Linked DNA regions of Sus scrofa: all the other regions are linked to region 3. Evidence: chromatin contacts called from public HiChIP or PLAC-seq data. All regions are on one chromosome and are shown on one strand. Each heading gives the region's core, a stretch centred on a gene start, on an enhancer-like site or on the middle of the called end of the contact. The rest is flanking DNA. Distances are from core to core; before and after follow the strand shown.

Region 1 (3,142 bases), core at 342-2,841, 160 kb after region 3:
TATTTTTTCAAAAATAGCAAACTAATAGGGAATTGACATATTAAAAATTACATCTTCTGTGTCTAAAATTTTCAGAGAAAGAGTTATAGCTAAAACAATGTTTGACTAACCTGCTATTCTAAGCAGAAAATCTCTTCTTTAGTGTGTTTTAATGTAAAATTTTATAAAGTCTGACTCTAATCTTTTTTCTTTGAATGTTTTAATTTACATCTTTCTAAAGTATTTTTCTTTTTTAGTCCACATCCTAAATATTTATTGTTTTGTGATCCAATAAACAAACACATGTTGATGCCACTGACCCAAGTGAGACTTAAATTATCCATTCACAGAATATTCCTAAAAGGACTTGTGCTTTTTCTAACTGATGTTAATTTTGTCTCCTTATTCTGCCTTTCTAAGGACACTGGGCCTTGAACTTGTACTCTTCCAATCTGCTGTCATGACTTTTTCCTTCCTTGTTCTTCCTTTATTATATATAAAGAAACTATATATATATATAGTAGATTTACAATATTGTGTTAGTTTCAGGTGTACAGCAAATTGATTCATAATATACATATATATATATGTGATATTTTTAAGATTATTTTACCTTATAGACTGTTATAGAATATTGAGTAGAGTTTCCTGTGCTACATGGTAGGTCCTTGTTGGTTATCTATTTTATATATAGTAATGTGTCTATTTATTCCCAAACTATGAATTTATCTCTCTGTCTCTCTCCCCTCTTCTAACTGTAAGTTTGTTTTTTATAAGTCAGACTCGAAGGCAAGTACTTTGTGATAGGTGGAGAAAGAGGAAAAGTGAGTAGAACAGAACAAGTTTCACCTAGCCCTGTAAAAGATGCTCATCTCCATTCATAGAAAAAAATGTTTCCTGTGGAAAACTTCAAAGCAAATTCCATAGAAGTGTTGAGCTGGTTCATAGCCATCTGAGAATGGACTGGATAATAACTTTAAAGGAATTGGTAAGGAAGAGAGTCACTTGATTAGAGGTTTATGTACTGTGAGAAAACTGTCTCTACAGGTATTGAGAGCAGAAAATAGGATGAAACTCCAGAAGCAAGGTTGTTCCTTGTGGCAAAAGGTGCTACTAGCAATCCAGACTGTCTCCAGTCCCACTCAGCTATAATTCCGAGGGACTCGTAAGGAGGTTTGGATTCAGTTTGACTTTTACTGAGATACTCAGATGGGTTCAAATTAAAAGCCCCTGTTCATGGCAATTTCTTGAATTAGAGATCTGAGTAAAGAAGTAGCCACCTGGGCTCTGACAACTTCTGAAACAGAGTTGCTTTCAGAAATATCTGAGGAAGTTCAGAAACATCTGGACCTTTGGCTATCCAGAGCATAAAGGGTGTGCATGGGCCACAAGCAAAGCCAGGAAGAGAAAAAAAGAAGAACCAAAAGAAATGGTTTAAGAATATGATACTTTTTTTTTTTTTTCAAAAGTGAGGTCACTCTGGGGAACATCAGCAAGTTGCCAACATCCTTATTCTCTCTCTGGGTTTCAGGCCTGTTTTTCCCTTGGATGACAAACAGCCCTAGAGGGGCCAAGAACCTCTCCTTGAGAAGGGACTTTAGACATTTTACAGGGCGTAAGCATAAGCAAACCCCCAGGACAAGTGACCTCAGAGCAGGGTGAGGAGAGCGAGGCATTAGCCTGAAGCATAACATTTAGGGAAGAACCAAAAAAAGGTAGGGACATGATAAGTAATATTTCAAATTTTAAAAGGTCAAAATCAATGCCAAAACTCAAGATGAACGAAATACCAAAACTTTAAATAAAAACATGCTCAGGGTCCCTGATTTTTCCTTTTGCCTCAGGTTCGAGCAGGGCTCAGCATAACACTGTTACTGATCTTATTGTTATTTAGATTTTTGATATCTTGTTCATTGGGATTTTTCTGTATTTTGAATTTTAAAAATATTGTATTAAAGTGATTGTTCATGATGATTAAGGTTTTTGTGTCCCCTTCAGTGATGTGGTTGAGGCCATGCCTCATTCACCCATCCTCATCCAGGTCCTGATCACAGGGAAATAGAAGCAAAGATGAGATTCAAAGAAACCGCATAAGTGTGACCAAGGCAGAGAAATCCCCAGAGACCATTTTATATTAGAGATATGGTAATCCCTGATTTGCAACAGCCACCAGGACATCTGTGACTGTTTCTAAAATCTTCCCATTTGGGTATCCCTAAATTAGCTATAAATCCTGACATTCTAATAATGCAGGAAAGCAAAGCAAAAACAAACAAACAAAAATTAGCAAAAACACATAGTTAGAACAACATTAGAGAGGATTCTAAGCCAGTATCTTAACTTCCTTTTCAAGAAAAAAAATTTTAATTTTGTAAAAATCGGGTCTCTCTGTCATCTCCCCAATTCCAAGATTCTAGTGCATCTGTGAATATTTTATTAGGTGCTTGACTTTTTGAAATCACAGAGAGGAACCCTCCTTGTATATCCTACCTTCTAATTAGCAGAGAATAATCATTTTAAATGGCCTAAAATTAGAATTGTTTTCACCTTTGTTTCTACATACTTAAAAAAAAAAAAAGGAAATACTCCATAAAGTGAGAAAAAAAAAAATTCTAGCCACAAGAAGATAAGGTTTAAGTAAAGAGGGTCTATAAATATTTTGGCTAATTTTTCTAGGGCTTGAAATCTTAACTCAAAACATTTTACCCAAGATTCAGCATTAATATACATAAATGTGTAAAATATATAAAAATTCTAAAGTTCCTAGTTGTTGAATTGTTTGAGACCAATGATCAAAACTGAGTGATGGTGATTTCTCTATGCATTTTCCCTGTGGTGTGTAGGAAAGACTGTTCTGCCACCTATTGGCCTTCTGCGTGAAATAGATTTGATCACACCTGGAAGCAAGGCTTTACCTGGACTTGGAAAAGGTATCGCTTCAGCAAAGTCTGGTTCTCTCCCTCTGGAAAATGGCAGGGCTTCCTCTAAGGCCACGGCAGTGCCCCCAGTTCTCAGAGTTAACTGACTGCTTCCCTCAACTACGGTACACGGGGAAAGTGACCACGACTCGGGGGGGTCATTGGTGGCTAAACAAACACTGGCTGGCCCCACCTCGACACGCTGGGAGTCCAGGCTGAGTTCATCTCTGGCTCTCTGTCTGTGC
Region 2 (3,162 bases), core at 429-2,928, 140 kb before region 3:
ACTTTAATTCTTCTTTTGTTTACATCTTCCATACCCAGGCATTCTTGTCCTTCCACCATACCTACTGGTGAGCCTCATCCCTGGATCAATATAACCATCCAGCTTTTCTGCACCTGGACTACTGGGAAAACTTAGACACCATGTAGATTGGGGTCCTACACATCCATAACCTTTAGCTTGAGCTGGGATCTCAACTCTATCCAATTCTCTTTCTACAAATCTTGTGACAGCTCTCTCTTTTGTTCCCTTAATGGAATGGAAATTGCTACTTCTCTCCAGGCTTCAGATACCCTCCCTCTTGGAGGACTCAATCTTTCTTAATTCTCCAAGAAATAGAGATTATAGGTTGATCTATTTTCAGGGCCCTGAAATTTCCATTGAGAAGTTGACATCCCTTTCTTGCAGTTAATGTCCTCACATAGCCTTCAACTCCTACCCCTATCTGCTTCCTCCAGGGTCTTCCCTTATCAATCACCTCCTCGCTATCTTTAATTTCTAGAGACTTCTGTTCTACTTTCTCTTTCCTCTAAACATACAGTTATGCTTAAGTATTCCCCCATGTATAAACAGACAGACATTTTTAAATAAGAACAAAGCACAAAATTCATCTTTGATCTTAAGTCTTCCTAGAGTGTCCATCTTTTATTTTACTCCCATAACAGGGAAACTTTGGGAAATAATGGCCTCGGTTGCTTCATCTTATAGGCCTCTTATGCACCTTGTTTCTGTCCTACCACTCTACCAAAAGCATCCCTAAATCACTAGGGATTTGCTATCAGCATGCATGACCAGTTCATATAATTCAAGCTCCATACGGACTTTAAATTGAAAATTCTTTCCAGCCCAGATTGCTAGGATAGTTGCCTCCAGGCTCTCCCTATATTCCTGTCTATTTTTTCTCACTCTCCTCTGCAGTTTCCTTATTCTCTGCTTTCCCTGAAAGTATTAGCATTTCCCAGTCCATAGCCCCTATTAGCATCCTTCAGAACCTGCATCTCCGCTCTTATCCTTGGAGCCTCCACTCTTATCGGGGCTCTGAACTTGAGCCCTGAACACTATAGACATGTAGCATCCTGAGACATAATTTAGTTCTTTGCATACTTTCTTTCTCTGGCCTGTGAGCTGCTGGTAGTGGCTTTTTACACAGAAGACAGTAAATCCTTGTTTAGTTGAACTGAACTGAGTTGTTATCCTTCCTCTCTGTTTGTTTATACCATGTACCAGCTGCTGTTACAGAAGGTTTATCCTCTCCTTGTTCTTTCCCTTGACTCTCGTTTTAGGCCTTAGCGTGTTTTTCAAGCCTCTTCAAAGCACAAGGCTTCCTGACGCTATTTCTTACATTCGTTTATATTCATCTTTCTTCCTTTTTTTTTGTACAAGTGTTTTTACATCTGACTTTACAAAGAATTTCCTGCTTGGCCACCTCTTTAGCTACTTCCCCATTTTCTTCCCAGGCAGGATCATGCTATTAACGAGAGCTCTTGTTCCTTTTGGAGCAACCTGCTAATTCAAGTCTTAGAACCCCACTGGTCTTTTTCTCAGCTTTTAGAACTCTGTCTTCTCAAAGCCAGGCCATCCATCTGACAAGACCCAGCTCCCCCCATCACTGGCTGTCTCTGCAGTAACCTGCTTTTCTCCCCTCAGGGCCCCGGCCACTTCCTTGTTGGTTAGAATAGATCCAGAGAAGCGGTTCTTCATCGCTTCCTCTTTTGGCAAGTCAATTTCTAGCAGATGTCCCTATGGCTCCCCCCACCCCGCCCCTTCCTCCGCCATCACCCAGCTCCTCTCGCTGCATCTGTGTCTGCATTCGATCCGTGCCTGCAAAACATCATCACTTCCGCCTTCGGGATGGGTGGTCTCACTTCTGCCTCTTTCTTTTAATCTTCGGCCAGACTCTCTCCCGCACAATCCCATCATCCCAGTCACATATTTCACCCCAGGTGTACATGAGACATTTCCTAGACTGCGGTGTCCTCAGCCAGCTGCTTCTTTACCTTCTGGTGATGGCAAGGAGTGGTGCTTGTCTTCCCATGTTAAAATCCATTCTATGGCTTTATTTGTTAATTATATTTTATGCCTACCAATTTGGTATGTGGGACATAAGCACTAATTCTAAGTTTCCAGCAAGTTATTCTTGACTGAATTACTTGACACCACCTGGGAGTATTATTTTCTTTGTTTCCACATAAATTTCCCTGGTATTTATTTAATTTTACTCTTTTTGCAAAACAAAGCCTTGATTATTCTTCTTATTATTTTATAAATTTTCACTTTTAAAATTTTAATTTTCTTTTTCCTTTTTTTTTTTTTTTTTTTGGCTTTTTGCCTTTTCTAGGGCCGCACCCACAGCATATGGAGGTTCTCAGGCTAGGGGTCATCGGAGCTGTAGCCGCCGGCCTAAGCCAAAGCCACAGCAATGCAGGATACGAGCCACGTCTGCAACCTACACCACAGCTCACGGCAACACCAGATCCTTAACGCAATGAGCGAGGCCAGGGATCAAATCCACAACCTCATGGTCCCAGTCGGATTCGTTAACCACTGAGCCACGACGGGAACTCCTAAAGTTTTAATTTTCTATTGTTTTTTATGGAACAAAGTTTTTTCTTATTACTTGAACTCTTTTGGATTATCTTCATAAGACATAATTTCTAGCCACGAATTCATATTTCAGTATAATAATTTATAATGTAGAAAACCAAATCTCTGACAATAATTGGAGTTGTATTTTTCTAGCGGCAGCAGCAGTAGTAGAAGTTACCATTCATTCAACAAGCATTTATGAAGCACCTACGATGTGCCAAGCAGCATGCCAAATAAGGAGGAAAAAATTGTGAGACCTTCTCCAAGTTTCCCTGGCCCCTTGGACCCTGCTGTCTAGTGAGGGATACAAATATTAATCCAATATTCACCCAAACACAAACAAAAATTGGCTCTATGTACAGCCATGGCAGAGACTACTGGTCATCCACCAGCATCCAGTCTCTCTCTTGGCCTTCAATGGTAGAGTTAGCTGGAATCGTGGCTGCCCAGGCAGAGACTACATCCTCTCTTTCTGAGAGAGACAGAGAGAGAGAGACAGAGAGAGAGAGAGAAATAGTCTTTTATTTATTTATTTATTGGTTGCACTCAGGCAGGTGTAAGTTCCCAGGCCAGGGATCG
Region 3 (3,169 bases), core at 249-2,748:
TTTTTTTTTTGGATTTCTGTAGTATCTGTTGTGATTTCTCCTTTTTCTTTTTTTTTCTTTTTTTTTTTGCTTTTTAGGCCCATACTTACAGCATATGGGGGTTCCTAGGCTAGGGATCTAATTGGAGCTATAGCTTCCAGCCTACACCACAGCCACAGTAATGTCAGATCTGAGCTGTGTCTGTGACCTACACCACAGGTCATGGCAATGCTGGATTCTTAACCCACTGAGTGAGGTCAGGGATTGAACCCACAACTCATGGTTCCTAGTCAGATTCATTTCCACTATGCCACAACAGGAACTCTAATTTCTCCTTTTTCATTTCTTATTTTGTTTATTTGGGTTTTTTCTCTCCTCTTCTTTGTGAGTCTGACCAGAGGTTTCTCAATTTTGTTTACCTTTTCAAAGAACCAGCTCTTGGTTTTATTGATTTTTTTCTGTTTGTTAAATCTCTATTTTATTGATTTCCTCTCTGATGTTTATGATTTCCTTCCTTCTGCTGACTTTAGGTTTTGTTTGATCTTTTTTTTTTCTAATTCATTTAGGTGACGGGTTAAGTTGTTGATTTAAGATTTTTCTTCTCTTTTGAGGGAAGCCTGTATTGCTATGAATTTCCCTCTGAGCACTGCTTTTTCAGCATCCCGTAGATTTTGAGTGGTTGTGTCTTCATTATCATTTGTCTCAAGGTATTTTTTAATTTCCTTCTTGATTTCCTTATTGACCAATTGGTTTTTTAGTAGCATGTTTTTCAGTCTCCATGTAGTAAGTATTTTTTATCATTTCTTTTCCTGTGGTTGATTTCTACTTTCATGCCATTGCAGTCAGAGAAGATACTTGAAATAATTTCTATAATTTTAAATTTGTTGAGGTTGGTTTTGTGCCCCAGTATGTGGTCAATCCTTGAGAATGTTCCATGTGCACTTGAAAATAATGTATGTTCTGATATTTTTGGACATAATTTCCTGAAAATGTAAATTAAGTCTAATTTTCTATTGTGTAATTTGGGATCTATATTGATTTTTTAGGTCTTATGTCTGGTCTTTACCTATATAACCCTACTTTGTGATGATATACATAACTTGAATAGTGAATTTGGGGAATAAAAATTTTATGTTAGAATGAGATTTTATTCAATTGCTGATTGTGACAAATTTGCGTTTAATATTTATGAACAAAATAGAGAATGAAGCTTGACTTATTCAGTATTCATTCCCTCCCACTAGCTCTTAACACTTTGGTTTATTTGATATAAATGTGATAATCATCCAAGACTTCTAAAGTTGTCCTAAAAGTGTCTTACTACTGTTGCCAAATTCACAGTGGATTGGACAGATTAAGTTCTCATATTAAGTCATGTACCATAGGCAAATCAAACATATTTAACAAATTTGACCCAGCTGTGAGACTTATAACAAAGAAGAAGACACCTACTCTCCACTAAATTGAGGTCTCAGCTGTCTTATGAAGAACTGGAGCCATCACTAGGAAGTGGATGAACCTGTTGGGTAATATAATTATGCTGAGAAATATGAGCTCAGCGTCAATCATGCCAAAACAAAAAGCCATTGTGTTGAGTTAACAATTTTCAGCCTTGAATGGAAACTGAAACTAAGTAAGCTTAATCAATCACTCAAATCTTTCAGTTACAGAAGTTTATTATTTATAGCTGATTTCTTTTCAAAGGAGTGTTCAGCCTCATATTGGTCACTTTTATGGTTGAGATAGCCACTTGAAAGATTTTACCATTAAAACATTTCTGATCAAATTAATTTTTCCCATATTTTATGAGGTGGAGGTCCCAGCTATGCAATGTAAAAGAAAGTTGGTCAAGGTTTTGGTCTGTCTGCACCTCCACATCCTAACTTTTTGTAAAGTACCACTATGATCCACTTCTAAATAAAGGGATAGATACACATTCTAAGATGCAAATCAGGCTTCCATCAAAGCATGTTCCCTGTACTCTGCACTTGTGGATCATCCTAAGCAGTGGATCCCAAATTTGCTGCTCCTCTGAGAGCCTTTATAGATATCAAAGGCCATCTTTTGCTGCAGGCCAGCTGACTGACTCTTGGGGATGGGAAAAGGGGACAGGTGACCCTCCAGTTGATTTTGATGCATGAGAGAGTTATCTGGACACAAAGCATATGGAGCACCTTTTCAACCCATGTCATGCCCAAGGCTTCAACCATGATTTGACTATGATCCATGACTTCCAAAACTCTACTTTAGATTTTTAACATTTAAGGACTGTGCAATAATGATGACCAATTAGCTGTGGTGGATGAAAGCCATCATTTACAACCACTGAACTGGGTGTTAGGTACTTTCTTATTTCATCCTAGTGACAGCCCAATGAGAAAGTTTTATTTATTTCTAAGAATTAAGAATCTGGGGTTCAGCAAAAACACTTGCACAAGGCCATACAGACAGTAAGTAACAGAACAGTAAGATGCAAGTGTGTGTGTATCACATTCCAAATACAGGTCAGTAGGACAGCCATAAAGGTAACCCAATCCTGGTTCCTTGGAGGAAGGGAATCTAAGCTGTAACTTGGAGAATAAAATGGGGCCTGATTAGGGAGGCCAGAATGGGGTGCTGGAGGGTGGGGAGAGCTTCTAGAAAGGGGGCAAAATAGGAGAGAAAGAGTTTTCTAGGCTAGAGCAGAGGATGGGCGATGGGTAGCATATGCAAAGGTCTGAAGATAAAACATAACATTCTGGTGATCCAGATGAGGAATAACCTGAGATGTCCTCAACTGGCTCAAGTAGATATGGCACAGTGTCAAGATTATCACATTAGGGATTCTATGGAAAAAAAGAACACTTTGAGTTTATACAGTCTGAACTCATATGAGTTCAATAATAGGAAAAGGGTGTATGATAATCTAGCCATGATATGAGAGAAGCTTATTACAGACAGTGGGTGAGAAAAAAAATTCTGTTTTTAAGTCCATTAGTGTGTTTATCTTCTAAGATAATTTCCGCCATACATTCTAGAAGTGGATTTGAGATTATCTACTGTGAGTCCTTTCATTTAGTTAAATAATCTAAGCCTCAGAGAAGGTCTGTGGCTTGCCCAAGGTCCAGCAGCTATCCAAATGGCCCCTAGCTAGCTCTGGGATATAGGGTGGTTGGTTCCCAAACAGGATTATTTTTTATTCTGCCCACTT

What was found. HiChIP or PLAC-seq counts read pairs in DNA pulled down with a chosen protein or histone mark.
Region 1: a contact with region 3 is called in an H3K27ac HiChIP or PLAC-seq map of alveolar macrophages. The contact joins two enhancer-like sites. A contact is called at or near these places in 2 of 2 datasets of contacts at active chromatin or transcription factors (alveolar macrophages and skeletal muscle).
Region 2: a contact with region 3 is called in an H3K27ac HiChIP or PLAC-seq map of alveolar macrophages. The contact joins two enhancer-like sites. A contact is called at or near these places in 2 of 2 datasets of contacts at active chromatin or transcription factors (alveolar macrophages and skeletal muscle).

The regions. Positions count from the first base shown.
Region 1 is chr13:198,988,315-198,991,456 of Sscrofa11.1, forward strand. No RefSeq gene overlaps it. Among named protein-coding and RNA genes, the nearest start is that of RUNX1, 350 kb to the left of the region's middle. Within about 2 kb of position 1,592, at least 3 of the 83 cell types and tissues checked have an H3K27ac peak or open chromatin away from gene starts, as enhancers often do. A contact at or near this core is called in alveolar macrophages, where this site is marked.
Region 2 is chr13:198,687,508-198,690,669 of Sscrofa11.1, forward strand. No RefSeq gene overlaps it. Among named protein-coding and RNA genes, the nearest start is that of RUNX1, 54 kb to the left of the region's middle. Within about 2 kb of position 1,679, at least 8 of the 83 cell types and tissues checked have an H3K27ac peak or open chromatin away from gene starts, as enhancers often do. A contact at or near this core is called in alveolar macrophages, where this site is marked.
Region 3 is chr13:198,825,808-198,828,976 of Sscrofa11.1, forward strand. All of the region lies in intron 1 of LOC106505851 (a long non-coding RNA gene), which reads left to right. Among named protein-coding and RNA genes, the nearest start is that of RUNX1, 190 kb to the left of the region's middle. Within about 2 kb of position 1,499, at least 2 of the 83 cell types and tissues checked have an H3K27ac peak or open chromatin away from gene starts, as enhancers often do. A contact at or near this core is called in alveolar macrophages, where this site is marked.